Linked DNA regions of Mus musculus: region 2 is linked to region 1. The links are chromatin contacts, called in public HiChIP or PLAC-seq maps. All regions are on one chromosome and are shown on one strand. Each heading gives the region's core, a stretch centred on a gene start, on an enhancer-like site or on the middle of the called end of the contact. The rest is flanking DNA. Distances are from core to core; before and after follow the strand shown.

Region 1 (3,026 bases), core at 334-2,833:
ATATTAACTCTAGAACACTTCCATCTCATAGGTCTGGTAGATAAAGCTTTCCTCCTCAGGCTTGGGGGTACCTTTACCCACTGGTTACCTTCCTGGCCCTAGACACTTTATGCAATAGAAAACTTCTAAGGTCTGTGCTAAGCATTTCTTATATATTGCTGTCTCAAAGCAAGGCTGAGAGACAGAGAACATCTGGATCATTTTTTAAATTTTATTTTAGTTTTAAGTTATTTATTTGTATGTGTATGTGCACATTGCATGGGTGCCAAGGAGACAAGAAAAGCTTAGAGCCCCTGGAAATAGTCTCAGGTGGTTGTGAGCTTTCCAGACTCCAGACCTCTGGAAGAAGGGGCAGCCATCTTAACTGTTGAGCTATCTCTCCTGCCACAAATCTGGACCATTTTTCAAACCAGGAAACTGAAGCTTGGAGTCTTGTTTTGTATTGTTTTTTTTTTTTTCAATTTTTTATTAGATATTGTCTTCATTTACATTTCAAATACTATCCTGAAAGTCCCCTATACTCCTCCCCCCATTTGTATTGTTTTTAAAGTTCCCCTAGATCTCACAGTTAGATAGTACTAGAAGTAGCAATCACAGCAAGTTGGTCCTGCTTGCTCAGACTAGGCATTCTCTTAGACCTTGATATTAGGTCTGATCTTGGGCAGCTTCGTGTTCCTGTGTGCATCTTGATCAGAGAGGCTCAGCCCAGACACATAGCTGCTGGGGCTGAGTGCAAAGTAGAAGATGCGTTAGGTTTGGGGGGGATCCTTAACTCGTGCCAGATGCCTAGTGCATAGTGAAGAATGAAGCAGCTGCAGTGTGTCCCCAAGATACTCAGGACTTTTTATCCATGCAGTGGACTTGAAGCCAAAAGAAAGCTTGAGGGGGCACCTAAATGAACTGGCTTCCCCTGCCTAGTCATTCCCTTTGAGTTGAATTTAAAATGGCCAATCTCAGGGGATGGCAAATGTGTCTGCAGCATGGGCAGAGCTCTGATGACCTCCCTCCTGGTACCCTTTCCCATTTCCTCAAGGCAATAGATATCCCAAATCCTATCTGCAGATTCGATAGTTGTCTTCACGCCTCCACAATTGACCACCCCATAAATAAAACTTTCTGATTTGCAACACTTGGTCAGTGGTTGGTACACCATGCAGCAAGCAGTGCAGAGCCAGATGTGGTGATGGTGTGAGCCGACAGTTGCCCTAGACCGTGGGTTCCCCAAGTACTGAGCAGCAGTTGCATGTCTTTTATGCTTCGCTTGCTCATTTTCAAAGCATCCCACCAGGAGAAGTTCTTCCATCTTACAAATGAGGAAGAAACCGTGGCCGAGAGAAGTCAGGTGTGACAGCGTGAATCTGAAGCTTTGGGGCTCCAGCCTGTTGACCTGTCTCCCAATCTTAAGAATCTGTGACTGACAGGGTAAATATACAAACACCATGTTGGCTCCTCTCAGCTGGGCAGTTATTAGATCGCTCAATTCAAGCCTGGGCAGGAAAAGTGGCATTTGAATACTAGCCTTTTATTACCCACAGCAGGGAAGTGACTCAAACATTGCTGTGGGACAGACTTGGGATCCTGGAAACTCCCAACGATCCAAAAAGCAGCTCTCAAGTCTCTGGGCACAGAGCCATCAGCTAAAGGATAGTCCCAGGTGATTCCCCTGTGGGCAAAGAAGGGGCTTCTAACCACAAGGGTTGTGTTGGCTAATATTGATGGTCAATTTGACAGAATTCAATCATCTTGGGAATAAATCTCTCGGTAAGTCTATGAAGGAGTTTATGCATTACATTAATTGAAGCAGGAAAACCCATCTCAGATATAGATGGCACTGTACCATGCCTGAAGAAAAAGGAGGCAAGCCTGGCACCAGGAGCCCTCCCTCTGCTTCCTGGCCTGGGAAACAGAAACAAAACCCCTGCCTTTTCTATTAGATGGCTAAATAGAACAAAGGAAGTTCCATCTTTAATGGGTAAATAGGTTGGAGAGTCAGCCCTGGTCTCAGGCCTGGGGTTACTCTTCCTGAGATCCACCCTATAAGTTTACTCTTCCCAGTAGGGGCCTGCCAATTCTGAATTGGCTTCTGGGTTTAAAGGGCCAGGTCCTAACAGGAACTGGTAAAAGACACCATCTGAGGGGGGTAAAAATCCCTCTTCCAGTTAGTATTTGCTCAAGATCAAAGCATTTGCTCAGAGTTGTATCCTGCTCTGGAAAAATACACTTTGCTTATCAACTGTGCCACTTTTAAGTTAGCAGATTATGGCAAAAAGAGTGTGAAGCCAGCTCTGACCAGCCAGAGTGAGGGACAGGACCTCTTTGCATTAGGAATAAAAACCCACCAGGACTCCTGGTATATGGGCTTGCTGCTTTCACTGCATCTGTGCACCCTTCTACAGAGGTGCCACGATGCTTTGCTGGGGTGCTTTGGATTAATGGCCGTTTCATGGCCATGTTCCTAAGATTACCCACCCTCAGACCCATTTTAAACACTGACTATGGATTCAGCGTTACCTCATACTCTCAAATCTGGGATGATGACTTGAACCCTCAAACAATAAGTTCAGATAAACCCTCCCTTCCTTAACTTGCTTTTGTTAGGTATTTTGCTACACCTACAAGACAAGCAACAAGGACCAAGCTGAGAAAAAAGCCTCACTTCTGGAGCCCTAGCAAAGGAGAAGCTGAGGCAAGAGGCCAGCATTTACCCAAAGCCCTGCCGATGGCCAGTCAGAGGTGGCAAGCCCCAGCCTGGCACCCTGAGTTCACTTGGCACTGGTTTTAACATGTTGGAGGCTAAGGCTGCGAGGTGGACGTGGCCCACAGCCTGCCTGGAAATACTCCTAGCCCCATGGGGAGTGAAGTCAAATTGGAGGAATACCAAGCACCCTGGGATTCTGCCTGGAGTGTGTGCTTTCTTTGGGGATACAGCAGGAAATGCTCTTGGATTGGGTCAAGAAAGAAGTGTTTTGCTTGGAAGAGAAGGTAGGACAACATTGGAACAGAAAACAAGAATAAGATGCAAGGCT
Region 2 (3,026 bases), core at 161-2,660, 120 kb after region 1:
GGTCCCATTTAAGGTGGCAGAGAGGCTGGGGGTGACTCAGTGGTAGCAGGTCCAGCTGATTAGGGATAGGGTCACAGTTCAGTGGTATGTGCTTAACCTAGCATGACCTGGGTCCACTCTTCAATACCACAAAGCGAAACAAACACCAACCAATAGCCAAGAATGTCGGAGCCTTCGTGTAACCCTAGCTCTCTCGGGAGACTGGTGAAGGAGTTCTGAGGACAGTTTACGCTCCTCGGTGAAACTCTTCTCTCAAAAGCCATTCATTATCAGGGCTCTGGGAAGGGCGAGGCTGTGCTTTGCAAGCATAAGGAGTTTGAGCCCCAGAACCCACATAGAAAACCTTGGGTGTGGGCTACCAAGATGATTCAGTGGGTTAGGGGTGCTTGCTACAAAGCCTGACAACCTGAGTTTAACCCTCAGAACTCAAAGTGGAAGCAGACACTCCTCCCCAACACACACAGAATCTTTATATATGTGTGTATACATGCATACACATACATATATATACATACACATATATGTGTACATACATATAAGTATATATGTATGTGTGTGTATATATATTTCAAAAGCTCGTGTGGCAAAGTTTGTTATCCAGCCTTAACTGGTACGCTTCAGGCCAACTAGAGGCCCTGTCACAAAGAAGGTGGCCACAGTTTGATGAAACACCAAGTTGTCCTCTGGCCTCCACACACATGCGTATGCACCTATACATACATGTTCCCCCACCCCATGACCATGACACTAAACATACACCGTTTACTTCTAGCAAACATCAAGACTTCCCTGGTAGAGCAAGCGAGGCAGTCCGCTCTACTCTGAAGACCCGCAGCTTGGACTCAGGCACCGAGAAGCGAACTTCTCCCGACCTTGCAAATGGCTAGTGATCGCTAGGGACCACACCCCGGCACAGGGGCAACTCTCCAGGACAAAAGCCTGGGTGGCTCCTTCTATAAACAAGCATCCTAGGACATAAATGCCGGGCTCGAATGGACAACCTGTGGCTCCAGGTTCTCCCCACCTTTGGTGCTTTCCGCCAAGTGCCCTGGAGGAGACTCAAGGTCACCACCGATGGCTAGGAGTAAACTGACGGTCCCGATGCCAGCTCCGGGTTTCCACGCGGAAAAAGGCGGCGGACGAGCCCCGGCGTCCAGCACGCCGCGTGCAGGGCCCCGGCCGCCGCGGCCCCTCACCCCGGCTTCCCCAAGGGGTGACAATGACGGCGCCAGAAGCCGAAGCGAGAGCACGGGAGACCAGAGTGGCCCCTAGGAGGGCCGTTAAGCCCGCTCAGATGCTCGAGCGACCCCGAGCGTCCTCACCTTCCTCGTAGCCTGAAAACCCGCTCCGCGGACGCCGGCTTCTCGTCCTGGTCTCTCGCGAGAAGACGCCGCACAACACCTGAGTCCTAGTGAGCGGACGCGGCCCCACTGACGCGTGACGCTGCCCGGCGCGTCGCCGCCCTCAGCGTGCGTGCGTGCCCACTTCCAAGATGGCGGCGACAGCAGCCGTGTCTGGTGTCCTCGGCCGCTTGGGCTGGAGGCTCCTGCAGCTGCGGTGCCTGCCCGGTGAGGTGACAGCCAGCCGAGCCGGGGCGCGAGGGGGAAAAACGGGAAGAAGGCGCAGGGCGGATCTGGGCTTGGCGTGGGATGATAGAGGCTCTGGTCGGGGCTAGCAAGGTAAAGGGCATCGGCGTGGAGCCGCTGGAGTCGCGAGCTGGAAAAAGCCACTTAAGGGTTTCAGTCGCCGGACTTTGAGCTGTGAGGGGGCAAAAGCCGCGGGGCAGTCCTGTCACCCCGGTTCCCCAGAGGTAATGGAGCTTCAGAGAGGGCTCGGTGTGCCCAAGGTCACAGAGCTCGTCCGTTCCAAAGCGTTCTCCGTCGCCGTAGGCGCTGTGCCAGCCTCGCTGGAGAAACCGACCGAACAGCCACAGAGTCAGTTATTGCCACACCACGTCACTAAGCTGGTGACATTCGTCATTTGCTGCCATATGCCCCGTATTTTTATCTCCACAGTAATAGTAGACATTTACTTTTAGAAACTTTGTACATTGTCATTAAGTGGAAAAGCAAAAATCGCTGTCCGTATATAGAATCTTTCTGCACTGACACAGTGACAAAAAATATGCAACTAAAATCTCCATGAACCGCAGAGATCTCGCAACCATACTTTGGGGGCTCCTCACTTCAAATTTTCTGGGCCTATAGCAAATGCTGATGTTGTTAAGCATGCTGTTCTGTGTTTCTTTCCTTATTATTTTCAATGACTTCCTTTGTGGCATTTTTAGCTAGAGTTTCAGACGAAATATGTTTAACAAAAATAATGCAATGTGAGCCAACAAATCCAGTCATAGGGTATTTACCCATGAAATTGTGTCCACAAAAAGTTCAACTGTATTCCCGACAACTTTATATTAGGTGGGCCCTTAAAGCCCAAACATTCATCTTTTTTTCAATGTTATGCAAGCAGTTTACAACAGGTATCTCCGAAGTAACCGTCCCCTTTCTGAAGTATTTGAGATAAAGTCTCACTCTATATTTCTGGCTGACCTGGAACTCACTGTAATATAGACCAGACTGACCTGGAACTTAGAGAGATTGGCCTGGTCCTGCCTCCTGAGTGTTTTCTTTCTTTTTTTTTTTTTTTTAATCAGAGTTTACTTTTTTTTTTTTTTTTTTTTTTGGTTTATTTATTTATTATATGTAAGTACACTGTAGCTGTCTTCAGACGCACCAGAAGAGGGCATCAGATCTCTGTTACAGGTGGTTGTGAGCCACCATGTGGTTGCTGGGATTTGAACTTCGGACCTTTGGAAGAGCAGTCGGGTGCTCTTACCCCCTGAGCCATCTCACCAGCCCCCTGAGTGCTCTTAAAAGAGTGTGTCATCATGCTTTTCTTTTTTATTCCTTTTCTTTTTTCTTTTTTAAAAACTTGTTAGTCCTGCCTCAGCCTGAGTTATATAGGAAGTCTATGTCTCAAAATAATACGGGCTGGCCTTTTGATTTGTGTGTGTGTGTTTGTGTTTA

The links. HiChIP or PLAC-seq counts read pairs in DNA pulled down with a chosen protein or histone mark.
Region 2: a contact with region 1 is called in an HNF4G HiChIP or PLAC-seq map of pancreatic cancer cells. The contact joins the promoter of Ciapin1 here to the enhancer-like site in region 1. A contact is called at or near these places in 10 of 39 promoter capture datasets (the 3T3-L1 cell line, the C10 cell line, cranial neural crest and 7 more), 4 of 15 datasets of contacts at CTCF or cohesin (CD8 T cells, the NIH/3T3 cell line, embryonic stem cells and 1 more), 48 of 484 Hi-C or Micro-C datasets (B cells, the C10 cell line, CD4 T cells and 25 more), 41 of 115 datasets of contacts at active chromatin or transcription factors (the 230-238 cell line, DN3 thymocytes, the HPC-7 cell line and 28 more) and 4 of 9 other capture datasets (adipose tissue, embryonic stem cells, liver and 1 more).

What each region holds. Positions count from the first base shown.
Region 1 is chr8:94,713,233-94,716,258 of GRCm38.p6, forward strand. No RefSeq gene overlaps it. Among named protein-coding and RNA genes, the nearest start is that of n-TLcag4, 11 kb to the left of the region's middle. Within about 2 kb of position 1,584, at least 33 of the 459 cell types and tissues checked have an H3K27ac peak or open chromatin away from gene starts, as enhancers often do. A contact at or near this core is called in the MC38 cell line, adipose tissue, embryonic fibroblasts and 4 more, where this site is marked.
Region 2 is chr8:94,836,930-94,839,955 of GRCm38.p6, forward strand. Ciapin1 (cytokine induced apoptosis inhibitor 1) reads right to left here and starts at 1,411. Exons shown (of 9, transcript NM_134141.4): 1 at 1,323-1,411. Coq9 (coenzyme Q9) reads left to right here and starts at 1,484. Exons shown (of 9, transcript NM_026452.3): 1 at 1,484-1,568. The coding sequence starts at 1,493.